Linked DNA regions of Zea mays: all the other regions are linked to region 3. Evidence: chromatin contacts called from public Hi-C data. All regions are on one chromosome and are shown on one strand. The core of a region is the stretch at or near the end of the contact, and the rest is flanking DNA. Distances in the headings are between cores, read along the strand shown.

Region 1 (4,449 bases), core at 817-3,316, 470 kb after region 3:
GAATTCCAAGCCGAACCCCGCTAAAACTTTGGAAAAGGTCAAGGTTTAGCGAGAGAACGAGAAAAAAAGAGTAACGCCTGAATTTGGTGAGAGAAAAGAAGAAAAAATTCTACCCCCAAATTCAGGGCGTTACAGGTACACATGCATAGCAGTCTAAAGTCTTTGGGACATGGACATATGCATGTGAGCCATATAATTTGGAAGGTTCTACTACATTCTTCCCAGCACCGACGAGGTGGAAGTCCCACCTATGATGGCGCTCCCCTGGGGCTCTCTGCCAGCGTGCGTGCTCCCCCTTAGGCTGAGCGCGCCGCTGTCGGGGCTTCCGTTGGGGCGGTTTCAAGGTACGTGACGATGATGGTCGTCGCCTCCGACGGCCATGGCCCAAATATGTTCTCCGGTCTTCCCTTCTCGGATCGTGTTCTTGCAGTTTGGGGTTCGAGATTTAGATTACGGTTTCGATTTTGGGCCTCTGTGTGTGCGGATTCGATCCGAACCCTCTTTTGAGTGACTTGGGTAGTGTCTGTTGCACTTTGATCCGTCTATTCTATGTTTGATTTGAAAATAGCCAGGCAGAAATTGGGGCTTTATGAGCCACATATAGTATACATGCAAAGAGATCTGCTATGCAAGTAGAAATAGACCATCCTTCTATTTACAAATAAGTAGTGACGGAGGAAGCAGTGGGGCGGACGGGGCTCAAGCCACCCTATCGTTCCCGAGTCTATGGAACCCTACTAAAGCCTCTCCTACAATTTAAAACGTACAAATATAATGTAGAAGAGGTCTCATATACTATATCGATTTAGTTCAACCTCTTCTAAAACTTTTTAGGGCTCCGTCCCTATAGATAGGAATGAAATGTTGCTAGTTGTTGGAACTGTCCTGACACGTGGTTAGGTGGGTCCAACACTCAGGAGACAAGTGGGATCAGGTGCACAATGAGACAACAAGCAAAGAACTGTAGAGCTTTGTTATGCTTGCCCCATCTGTATAGGGTAGGGTATTTATAGGTGACCAGGAGGGGTAATGGGTCCCTAAGTACTGTTACACCCCTAGTTACCTGCTATATTCCCAGAATATTTCTCTCAACGAGTCATTACAATGGGTGGAGTACCGTAATCCGGTCGTACTACAAAATCTACCCGCAAGGGGGCTTACAAGTGGGCCTAGATGACAACCGGGGGGGGGGGGGGGGGGGGGGGCGGAGTCCTCGGCTTCTTCGTAGTCTCATGAAGTCTCAAGTCTCCACCTGCGTGTCGCACCCTTGGTTCAGCGAAGTCAGCGTCGGAGGCAGAGCCTCCGTGGTTCAGCGAAGTCACGTCCTTGCCTTCGCTTGGTCCGGGCATCACCGTCGGTGAAATGCCTTGGGGGAAGGGGGTGACTGGGGCCCTCTGCTTAACTCCCTTGTGAGAAGTCGTGTGAAGACTGCTATGTGTCGAAACTGAAGTACCCTTCGTCTGATGCTCATGTGTAAAAAATATTTTTTTGTAGTCGGATTAGATAGATCGAGGTCAAGTTCAGCTTCCGCCCCAACATTAGTTCCTGGTTTTCCCATAATCCTACATGCATATCCGGTGGCAGTCGAAATTAAGGCTACATGGAAGAATCAAAAGTTTCAGCCCAAAACTACCAAAGTTTGTCCATCTGATCTACTATAGAACGAAGCCATATTCGACGGAAATGTACAATTATTTTATAAAATAGTCCGAGAAAAATGAGATTGCACGTGAATTACAAGATTTTACTTTAGCCACTATATATGTTGTCGTAGTTATTTTTGTTTAAGAGTGTCACTTTAGACCTAGTTTAGATACTCTATTATTAACCCTAATCCACATGTATTGAGGTAAATTATGGTGTAACTTAAAGTAATTTACACCGTAATCACCTCAACACAGTAATCAAACAAAGCCTTACAGACGCACGTAATCGTCGTGATGAGCAATACTTGTTTTGTATTATGCCATTATTTTACATCGCGGGTATTTAGCGGTTTCTCACAGACGTTGTAAATATGGCCACAAATTAGTAGCAGCCCACTGCCCACCGAGGCAGAGTAGAAACCCCATCATGCCGCATCACGGCATCACGCGCGTGCCTTCCTCGACCCTCGCTACTGCTACTGTCTCGTCTCTTGCTCGCATCGTCTGGGGACCGCGGAGCGGCGGCGGCGTGGCGCAGCGGCACGGCAGCCTCCCCCTCGCTCCTCCTACTCCGGCTCTTCCCCTCTCCCCCTCAGCCCTACGCCCCTGCGCGGCTGCGTGACCTGCGTCCAGCCGCAGCGGCTGGTGCCCATCGGCGGCAAGTAGCAGAGCAGCAGCAGCCGCCGGCGGTCCTCCCCTCCCCCTCGGCCTCGCTCCGGCTCTCCCAGTCCCAGCTCGAGCTCCGTACTGAAGGTTGAAGCAAGGTGAGCACAGCCAGATCCATTTCTTCAGAGTAAGACTTGAGATTTTATTTTATTTTATTTTTGCATCGCGTATATAGCATAGCCAGCCGTTAAATCCTGACTCCGCCACTGGTCCCCAGGCCTCCATCTTTGAGACCCTCGCGGGCGACGAGCTCTAGTCTTCTGTTCCTGCTGTGCGAGACGGAGCACCCAAACCCAAGCTATTTATATTCGGATCTGATCTGATCCAATTACAAGTGTAGTTTACACGTACTGTGCCTACAACCTCGATTTTCCGTCTCCTCTTTGCAAAGAAGTATTGAATGTATACTGGGTATGCGTCCTAAATTAAGCTGCGTGCTTATTGTAGAAGCCGCGCATAAAAAGGTGGCCCTTCTGGAAGGATCGCGCGGGCCAAGCATGTCTATCACCATCATGAGTAATACCGGGTCGTGATGCAATGGCGTGCGCTGTTTTTTTTTCGTGATAGTTGGTTGACATGAAAAAAATTGCTGTAGTTTTGCTGGACCGCGTTCAGGCCACCCACTGGTTAAGTTTAGGTACCCTTGCATTTGCAGTGTTTATGGAATTTATTAGGCTTCTAGTACTTCATTCTTTTTTTTTTACTTCTGCTCGAGTAACATTCTAGTTCTTCTCTAGGTGGTCAGAGGTACTATCATGGTAGCCTGATGTGGAATTTAGTCTAATGTGCATGATCATTCTGTTGCATTCATTTCCGTTGATGTGCTGTGTCTTTTCTACTGAACTTGTGAATGCTTCCAGAGTAGATTTTGTCAAATACAAAGGACCTTCTAGCACACAGCCATTTCCTGCTAGGTTTTGTTAACGTGTACTAAGCTATTGTGTATTCGACAAATGCTATTTTTGGATGGTATTCAATCGCTGCTTCAAACTATAAAGGTATACCTGGGCCTCATGTACACACCATTACTTGGGCACAGGTAATAATGTTCAACCTAGAAAAACCCCATATATTTGCTGAATTCTACCTTTTGGAAATATCCAAACGTACCGATGTATTATGAACACCCCCAAATAACTTCTACAAGGAGAAACACACAGCGCAGGAGGTACTTCCGCCACTGCCCCTAACAAATCTAGATCGGTGTCTTTCCCTGGTCACCAGTTGGCGTATGGCAATAGCGACCCTTTGTGGCGTCTAAAAGGATGTTCACACACTTCTTCACTGTATCCACTTGCCTCTTATCTCCTTCCTGTTTCGTGCGACTGATGACGATCTCAGGTGAAGGCGAGTAGGCGACCTTGATCTCCTGGTTGGATGTTAACATTGGGGGTGGGGTGGTTGTGACCCAATCTGCGGTATGGTGGCCCTACAGTCCAGTTCCGGTGTTGGGCATCTACCTTTGGTGCTTCAATGACGGTCGAACGGCATAGCAATGTGGGTGCCATGTATGATGCTGGTGTATACCCCACCTGTCGGCGCCACTGTCTCTGGACGCGCTGTTGAGGCCTTTACTCACTTCTCGTTGTGGATTCATCTGAGTGAAAACCTAGTACTGGTATATCCGGTCGCGCGGCGATGGAGTCTTCAGATGTCTCTCTCCTTGGAGACCTCACATTAGGAGGTTCCTCATAAGGTGATAGAGGTGTGACATTTGCCGTTGTTCAAAAGTGGTTGTCTTGCACCTTGGGGACATGCTGTTGCCAGGTTCTGAGTATGTGGTGTCTCCAATCACGGTCAGTGTCTTTGTTAGATTTGTAGTGCCTTTTGTGGGGGTGGTGTGATGTTGGTTTTTTTCCGCTTTGTGGTCAGAGCTCAGTCAGCATCTGGAGTTGTTCTTCACCTATGTTGGATTTGGCTCAAGTTTAGATTCTGCTTTCACCCATTTTATTGTGAGATTTGTTCTTGTGGAGGAAACACCATGAAAAAACTGCTAAAGTTTGACTACAGACTGAGCACGTTGAAGATTATTATTACTACTACTATTACTATTATTATTGCTGTTATTATCATTATAGGTTTTATCTTTTGGAGATGTATTGGCTATAAGTCTTTAGGTCGTATGCCTATCTTTGTA
Region 2 (4,370 bases), core at 415-2,914, 270 kb after region 3:
TGCCAGCTGCAATTTTCACTGCAGCTACAGTAATTAGTGCCTTGCACCATAAACCGTTGTAGCAGCAGCTGCCGCAAAACCAAGCAGACGAACAGCGTAGGAAACTAAATACAACAGAAAGCAAACAACTATGCCATTTGACAAAGTGTATTCTTCCTACAATCATCTGATAACTTGGCAACCATCGGCAAGCAGATCTGGAGCACAACAAGCAACTTCAGCAAAATTAGGAAAGCACTAGAGTGTTGAAACTTCAAAAAAAGTACTATGTATATATCACGAGAGACGATAACGCGATGTATAATTAATTAAATTATTTAGAACATAAAAAAAAACTCGGCCGGGGAGGGATAGACCGCCCTCCCGGTTTTAGCCCAGGGCCGGCACTCAAGGCACACTCAACCCCTCCACGGGCTGAAGAAGAGACCTTAACACAGGTCCCGACCGAGAAAATCCCAAACCCCCTCTCCAATCACTCGCGGGTCGTACCGGCCCAAGGCAGCAGGCTCCCCCCCCCCCCCCAACACACACACATGGGTGAGAAACCTTGACCCCCCCCACCTGGTGGAGGGACAACGCCTCTCACGCCACCCGGACACCCGGTCCTCTATTTAGACCATCTTCAGTGATGATACTAGTGAATAGATGGACTCTAATTTGTGTGCAGTTTATCTGCTGTATGAACATTGGTTTAAGTTCCCAAATAAGAAGTAGAAATTTTCAGAATAAAGTCTTCTGTACAGAGTAACGTAACCTAAACAGAAGGTGAGAAATTTAATCAATTTGCTATGTTTTGTTGGTTTCAGGGACATGAAAAATGGGAAAGTGAATTCAACACTCAGGAAAGGGATGCACCGACTTCGAAGTCAAGTGGTAGACACCATCACTCTAAACCTCTCATTGGCCATCCCCCACTTTCAAATTGCATCTAGAGTTAGAATAGATCAAAAGTATGAGCTGAGGAGTGAATTATCAGCTCAAAATTTTTACTATCGTCCGGAAACTTGAACTCGCAGCTTGAATTTCAAAAGCTTTGAGCGAGTGGCTGGAACTTGCAGCTACGGAAAGGAGTTCCTAATAATCTGGTAGCTGGAGAGGGGTTTCAAGCTGGAGATTTGAAAATCCCGGCGGCGACATGAACCTCAGCTACCAATCTGAACTCCGCACAGAGAAATGGCACCTTACCAGCGCATTCCAACGCGTCGGGACTCGGACGCCTCCGTAAGACAATGGCGGCGGTCGGCGCCGCCGGCCACGCGCAGGGCAGGGCAGGTGGTGGCGCCGGGGCAGTGGGGGGAGATGGCCAAGCTAGGGTTTGGCGAGGGGGCGCGCGGAGGGGCAGCAGCGGGCCGTGGGTGCTGGGGAGGAGAGCAGGGAGGAGGGGGATGGGCGAGCCCCGCGGATCTCCGCGAACACGACGACGACAACGGCGGTGAGTCGCGCGCGCGCGTGCGGTTTGAGGAGCATAATTGGGCGGACGAGGCGATTTGGGGAGGGCGCGATGGCCGATGGTGGCGTCGGACGGACTCCCAGGTCGGGGGCCCACGTCCATTTACGGCTAGGATCGAGCCGCGGCGCGCGCGGTCCACGGGGCCGATGCGTCGGGTCCGGCCATGTGACGAGCGACGGGCGGGCCTCGCCACCCACCCACCCAACCCAACCCATCACCGGTGTCCACGGTCCCCCAGGCCAGCCCCTTCCCGTCACGCTCACGCTGCTCCCGTGCGAGCGTTGGACCCGCGTAGAGCCGCCGCCGGGACCGCGAAGCAGCGGCAGGCCGGCAGCAGGGTCCATCCATGAGTCATGAGCCCCCATCCCGTCAAACCAAATCATGGCGCCCGACACGGCCAAGGGCCCGCCCTAGGCGAAAAATACATATTTTAGTTACTTTTGAAAAGTTATTTTACAAGTAGGCCCTTCATAAATTTATTATTGGAAACAAATCTAAAACTCATCGTATAATGACTTTCTTTTCTACATCATTATATAATCCATCAATTATTTTCTTTTTTTTGCAAAACCCACCAATTAAGGCAGTGTTTGGTTCAGCTTTTGGGCTGATTTTGGTGGCTAGAAGCAGCTTTTGGATGTCAAACGCACCGCTTCTGGGTCAGCTTCTGTTGACCGCGCTTTTGTGAGAATCGCGCTTACAACGATACTGCGGAATCGGTCATCGGGCCGCGTCTCCTTGCAGCCGCCTCAGATTCTCAGTGTTTGACTCGAATATCCATTCCTCTGCTTAGCAGTTAGGCTTTCTGTTGTGGTGCTCATACACACTAATGTAAATGTTGTTAATTAGGAAGCAGATCCCAGTGTGTGCACGTTGTACAGTTGACACTTGGTGTGGAAGAAGGTATAACTATCTTGTACTTTTGTATCATTCGTTATTAATTTGTGGCATATGTATTGAAGTTCATATTTATGTTTGTGCAGGTAAATACTATCTGGTGAACTCTACTAATCTTAATTGTCGGCGTTTCGAGACCGGGGGGTCCCTAAGCCGACGAGTGAGTGCCGCGTGCCCCAGCCCAGATGGGTCGAGCGCGTGGGCGAGCGCGAAGGGGGGAAGCGAGGTGGCCGGAGACGGGCGTGAGAGAGGTGGAAATCCCGCGGCCTTCGTGTTCGTCCCGCGCCCAGGTCGGGTGCGCTTGCAGTAGGGGGTTACAAGCGTCCACGCGGGTGAGGGAAGCGAGCGGCCCCAAGAGAGCGCATGTCCCGTCCTCGTCCCCGCGCGGCCAACCTTCTCTAAGAAGGCCCTGGTCTTTCCTTTTATAGGCGTAAGGAGAGGATCCAGGTGTACAATGGGGGTGTAGCAGAGTGCTACGTGTCTAGCGGAGGAAGAGCTAGCGCCCTAGGTACATGCCAATGTGGCAGCCGGAGAGATCTTGGCACCCTGCTGGCGTGATGTCGTGGCTGTCGGAGGAGCAACGGAGCCTGGCGGAGGGACAGCTGTCGGAGCGGTTGGGTCCTTGCTGACGTCCCCCTGCTTCCGTAAGGGAGCTGAGAGCCGCCGTCGTCACAGGGCTAGCGGGGCGCCATCATTGCCTATCTGGCGGAGCTAGCCGGATGGGACACCGGTCTTGTTCTCTGCGGCCCGAGTCGGCTCGGGGTAGGGTGATGATGGCGCTTCCTGTTGACGTGGCGGGCCTGTGCCCTTGGTCGGGCGACGTGGAGGCTCCTCCGAAGCCGAGGTCGAGTCTGTCTTCCACGGCCGAGGCCGAGTCCGAGCCCCTAGGTCGGGCGAGGCGGAAGTCGTTCGGCAGAGGCCAGGGCGGAGTCCGAGCCCTAGGGTCGGGCGAAGCAGAGTTCGTCATCTTCTGGGGCTGAGCCCGAGTCCGAGCCCTGGGTCGGGCGAAGCGGAGTTCGTCGTCTTCTGGGGCCTAGCCCGAGTCCGAGCCCTGGGTCGGGCGGAGCGGAGTTCACCGTCTTCCGGGGCCTAGCCCGAGTCCGAGCCCTGGGTCGGGCGGAGCGGAGTTCGCCGTCTTCCGGGGCCTGGCCCGAGTCCGAGCCCTGGGTCGGGCGGAGCGGAGTTCGCCGTCTTCCGGGGCCTAGCCCGAGTCCGAGCCCTGGGTCGGGCGGAGCGGAGTTTCCTATGGCGCCTTTGGCAAGGCCTGACTGCCTGTCAGCCTCACTCTGTCAAGTGGCACTGCAGTCGGAGTGGCGCAGGCGACGCTGTCCTTCTGTCAGACCGGCCAGTGGAGCGGCGAAGTGACGGCGGTCACTTCGGCTCTGCCGGGGGGCGCGCGTCAGGATAAAGGTGTCAGGCCACCTTTGCGTTAAATGCTCCTGCGATTCGGTCGGTCGGCGCGGCGATTTAGTCAGGGTTGCTTCTTAGCGAAGGCAAAGCCTCGGGCGAGCCGGAGATGTGGCCGCCGTTAAAAGGGGGGCCTCGGGCGAGACGGAAACTCCTCGGGGTCGGCTGCCCTTGCCCGAGGCTAGGCTCGGGCGAGGCGTGATCGAGTCGCTCGTATGGACTGATCCCTGACTTAATCGCACCCATCAGGCCTCTGCAGCTTTATGCTGATGGGGGTTACCAGCTGAGAATTAGGCGTCTTGAGGGTACCCCTAATTATGGTCCCCGACAGTAGCCCCCGAGCCTCGAAGGGAGTGTTAGCACTCGCTTGGAGGCTTTCGTCGCACTTTTTTGCAAGGGGACCAGCCTTTCTCGGTTGCATTTTGTTCCGGTGGGTGCGCGCGAGCGCACCCGCCGGGTGTAGCCCCCGAGGCCTCGGAGGAGTGGTTTCACTCCTTCGAGGTCTTAATGCCTTGCGTAATGCTTCGGCTGGTCTGGTGGTTCCCTCATGCGAACTGGCCGTAGCCCGGGTGCACGGTCGGGGCCCAAGTTCTCGGGCTGGTATGTTGACGCTGTC
Region 3 (4,612 bases), core at 220-2,719:
GAAGTAAAAGAAAACTTTGCATCATGGTGGATATTTTTATTGTGCATGATAACTTTGACCCTAAGTTTGAATTACAAAGTCGAATTTGGAATGGAAAATAAAAATAGAAAATGAAATCTGAAAAGGAATAAAGAAAAATGAACTCCTCGCGCTTTGGGCCGAATTTCATGCTTCCGGCCCACTCACCTCACCAGCCCACCGCGCCCTGCATCCTTGACCCTATGCGCCTCCTTCCCACTGACCGCCAGGTGGGCCTGTGGCCGCAGCCTCACTCCCGCCGCCAGTCGCTTTGTACGCGCCGTCTGTCTCTGGCATAGTGGGCCCGCCCTGACAGGGGCCTTCTTCTTCCCCAACTAATTTCCGCCATCCGCATGCTGGCATGGTCGAGATCCGCTTCGTCGGTCTTCTCCAGGCTTGCGTTGAAACTGATTCTCGCTTCTACTGTCACCTAGATCTGCGGCTCGGCCTCCGGGCTATAAAGACCAAGCGCGCCCGTGGAAAAAAAGAATAGTAGAGAGAGGGAGAGAGATTGCTGTCGTGGTGGCCTTGCAAGCGTACCAACACCGAGGTCTGGGCGTTGGGTTCGGGTGCTTCACCGAACCTTGGAGGTCACAACCGGGGTGTCACCTGGGCGGATTATGCTCCGGACCGCTAGCAATTACTCACCGGGTTTGAACACTGCCGCAGTTTCGCCATGGTGCGTGGACAGCCTGGTCGGCGCCCTAATCCTCGGTAAGATGCGCCTTATCAAGATCTCCTCGATCTCCTCTTCAGTTAGCACCTATCCGCACGGTAGTCGGGCACTAGAATGCGCGTGTGGGTTGCCCCGGCCATGGCGCCGTCGGGTATTGGGTCGCGCCGCCGCGACTATGGAGGGCCGCGGGGACGACGATCTCGCTACCGTCCGATTCCGAGTGAACGTCTACGATTAGATCGCAGGTACCGCTTCAACCTGATAGATCAGAACCGTCGACTCACAGATAGGTGGCCATGATTTAATCAAGCGTACCCCTTCGTCTCATAATGATCTGGTCGTTGATCGAGTAGTGGACGACAGGGATTATGTCGCGGATACCCCTTTCGGCTTTTTAAATCTCAGCCCTCTATTTCTGATCGGGAGGCTCAGTTATGCCGATACCCCTTTGTCATGGCTATTTTTTTAAAAGAGCCCTCCTGAAATTTGAAAACAAACCCGCAGTCCATCTGTATACAAAGATCATTAGGTCCTTTATTTCTCCAAACAACCCATGCACTTGTGAATATTAGCATACACAATCCAGAATTAATAGGGATATCTGTACTAACTATTAAGGGGGCAGTGTAGACTGCCCCCGCTCTCTACCCCACGCACAACTGTCTCCCGCACCGCACGACCAGCCGTCCTCTACACGCCCGCGCGCAGCGGACGCCGCGAAACCCTCGCTCCCTGCCCGCACCCGCAACAGCCTCCCGCACCCAGCCAGCCCCTTCCCCAGCAGCAGTCTCCAGCCGCAGCCATGGCCAAGCCACCGCCGCCCACCTCCACCTCCGACCCCGCGCTCCCCACCACTGCTACAACCACCTCGTCGGCCCCCAAGTCGTCGTCTCGCCCTAGGCCCCGCCCCCGGGGCCTCCTCGATGCGCTCGCAGCCTCCGCGCGCTCCCTCCTCGCCTCGGCGCGTCGCTCCCCGGTCACCACGCTAGCCGCCGCCTTCTTCCTCCTCGCGCTCGTCATGTACGGTGAGGACGCCCGCACCATCGTCGAGCTCTCCATCGACGACTACCTCTACCCGGACGCCGACCTCTACAACGTCTCCGGCCTGCCGCCCCTCGCGCTGCCCCCGCTCACCTGCGACCTCTCTCGCAGCAAATGGGTCTTCGACAACGTCTCCGTTCCGGCGTACCGGGAGAAAGACTGCACCTTCCTCACCAAGCAGGTCTCCTGCCTCCCCAACGGCCGCCCCGACGACATGCGGCAGTACTGGAGATGGCAGCCCAACGAGTGCTCCCTCCCCACGTACGTCTTCCTTCTCCTCCAGATCGCATCTTCCATGCTCAGTTGGCCAGTTGTGTGATTCGATTGATTGACAAGAAGGTCACGGTCGTGGTGTCGCCGACGCCGTCGTCGTGGCGGGCGGAAGAGCTCGGGGCGGCTAGCAAGCTGAGCCCGCAGGCCAAGCGGAAGGTGGTGACCAGGCTGGCGTCCCTGCTGCCGCTCGCAAGCTGATCAACATCGAACCAAGAGGAGGGACTCTCTCCGTCCGGCTCCAAAAAGTTTTCCCTTTTCCCCTCCAGAAGATTTCTATTTCCCCCGCGTTCGTCGATCCGTCCGAGGGCCGGCTCCAGGTGTTTTAGCGGTTTTCCGGCGCCTCGGAGCAGAGAGTGAAAAAAGAGAGAGAGAGAAACGCCTCCCTTTTTCCGTCGAATTTTTTTCCTTTGTTTTGTTCCTGCGAAAGAACAAAATTTTCAGTTGTCCGCGGCCGGGGGAACGGGAGGAATCTGGGCAGATTTGGGTTCCCTGTCCTCTGTTCTTGGGAGGGAGGGAGAGAAACTGTGAATCATCACTACTGCTATGATCTATAAAAGCGGTTGAGTACTGTATCGTGTTCATCAGGTCATGTGAGGCCTGTGACTTCAATTGAAAGTACCATAATTACTCTGCAACCACTATTTCTGTTTGTTTGTTGCTGTTCTCTACATATACTCCTGCTAGGTCTGGATCAAAAGCAAGCAGCTCAGCCAGAAGCCGACCATTGTTTTTGGTATACCGGCTTCTAATACTTATACAAGATTTTTATCTTTATACATTACTGCCGAAACAGTCCAAATAGCCTCTAACCTCCTGCCATTGTTGCAAACACAAGCAGGGCATTCAGTTGGTGCTATCAGGAGCTATGCAAGCAGAGGATATAAAGGAGCCATGCAAGCTTTTAGTGGTGCTATCAGGAGAAGCTGCAAAAGAATATGCTGGTACTGCTCTTGTCTTTACGCTGATTTAACCTTCTGCGACTTAGAAACAGGAAGCGACATTCAGTTTTGTATCCATGAGTTATCTTGTTGATATGCAGTGAAGTAACTCACATAGATCAGCACCTATTTGTTTCAATATTAACTTCCCTGTCTATATGCAAGTTCTTTTGCTTTCTTTCTCCAAAGTTGGATTTGATCTTTTTTGACTTGTTTACAACTTTACGTCATTTCTTCAACCTAGAATTTGGATGCTGATGAACTGCTTTATTGAAGTTTAGTTTGACAACAACCAGAAGATAAGATATAGGGACAAAAGTGTTAATGCTTCATTCTTCATGTAGAAAATTATGTGACATACTTATTGTTATTGAGTTATTTGGGTTTATTGGATGTGCAACTATTACCTCTAATATATACTGCTATATTATGACTCTATAAGTTACTAAGCGCTACATTTCATGGTCGCGGTTCATTCACACTTCAAAATTCTGAGGCAACTAGGTGTACTAAAATTTTTTCTGCCTGTACCGAGCTTATATATTTAGAATGGTATGCTGTGAAATGTCACACATAATATGGTGTATTGCTAATGAAATTAAAACATCATCTAGGCACAAACTCGACACTATGTAGAAATCTCAGACAAGTGAAGCCCTTCTGCAGTGAAGTCTGGTAGCTGCTGCATCTTCAGAACACCTAAACTCCTTTTCAGCTTGAGAACATTGTATTGGTTGGAGCAGCAGGTAGCATCCATGATTAGAAACAAAAATAGGGGAAATAAAATTAAAATGCATTTCAAAATAAGAAAACTAGAAAATGCAGTTGTCTATGTTTTTAATAAGCTGAAACAAATTGTTGGTTATTAAGCCGTGTGTTCCTACTAATCAGATGGCATCTATTTGCGTGCGCAGGTGCAGGAGTGCTACGAGCTCTCGTCGGAGTACAAGAATGACCAATATCAGGCTCGACTTGGTGAGCTCGAGTCTTGATTCATAGGTGTGCTCCCTATTTTGGATGCGAAGTAGGCGTGTTTTTAATATTCGTGCTCGATTCATCAATGGAAGTTAGAAGACCTATGATGTGATTTGAGGAAATATGTATATCTATCGACCACGTCTCTGATCTGTGTTTGTGATCTTAATCTCTGTTTGTGATCTTCGGGAAACCTGGTTTTCCATTGACGATTCAGCAGGGAGGGAGGTGCTTCAACCCCGACACCGTCCACGACCACGCGTCCTACGCCTTCAACAACTACCCGCCTCAACCAGCTGCGACTTCCGTGGTACGACCACCATCACCAATTGTAGGAGGAAGAGGCTTACGCGGACGCATCGATGCTTGTAGGAAAGCTGGAGCAAAAGGTATTTGCAATCCTAAATATTAGAAATCTGAGTACATTCACAACATCTGATGTGGTTATTACCCTTCGATCCCAAATTTACTGGGTATTCTGTCTGCACTCACATGACATTAGTATTGAACATGTATGATGTTATGACAAATGGTGGTATGACTTTGGAATACCATCCTCATAAGTTGCAGGAGTTTCTTGGTGGAGTTGACACTTCTACTTTTTTTCTTCTAAGAATAGAAACTATGCTGCTAATACTGTAAAAAAACTACGCTGCTAACATTGGCTTCATTGAGTTTGTCATGTTTTATT

Evidence for each region. A called contact is a pair of places that touch in the nucleus more often than the background predicts.
Region 1: a Hi-C map of tassel shows a contact between it and region 3, with 3 times the contacts expected there. The contact joins the promoter of LOC100273702 here to the promoter of LOC103653698 in region 3. A contact is called at or near these places in 2 of 25 Hi-C or Micro-C datasets (endosperm and tassel).
Region 2: a Hi-C map of endosperm shows a contact between it and region 3, with 2.9 times the contacts expected there. The contact joins the promoter of LOC103653701 here to the promoter of LOC103653698 in region 3. A contact is called at or near these places in 3 of 25 Hi-C or Micro-C datasets (bundle sheath, endosperm and tassel).

Annotation. Positions count from the first base shown.
Region 1 is chr4:135,003,213-135,007,661 of Zm-B73-REFERENCE-NAM-5.0, forward strand. It overlaps LOC100273702 (putative protein kinase superfamily protein), which reads left to right and starts at 2,067. Exons shown (of 8, transcript NM_001360295.1): 1 at 2,067-2,410; 2 at 2,530-2,659.
Region 2 is chr4:134,804,709-134,809,078 of Zm-B73-REFERENCE-NAM-5.0, forward strand. LOC103653701 (ARM-repeat/Tetratricopeptide repeat (TPR)-like protein) reads right to left here and starts at 1,665. Exons shown (of 4, transcript XM_008680532.3): 1 at 1,186-1,665.
Region 3 is chr4:134,537,666-134,542,277 of Zm-B73-REFERENCE-NAM-5.0, forward strand. LOC103653698 (protein trichome birefringence-like 33) reads left to right here and starts at 1,470. Exons shown (of 1, transcript XM_020552170.2): 1 at 1,470-2,708. The coding sequence starts at 1,497. The coding sequence ends at 2,054.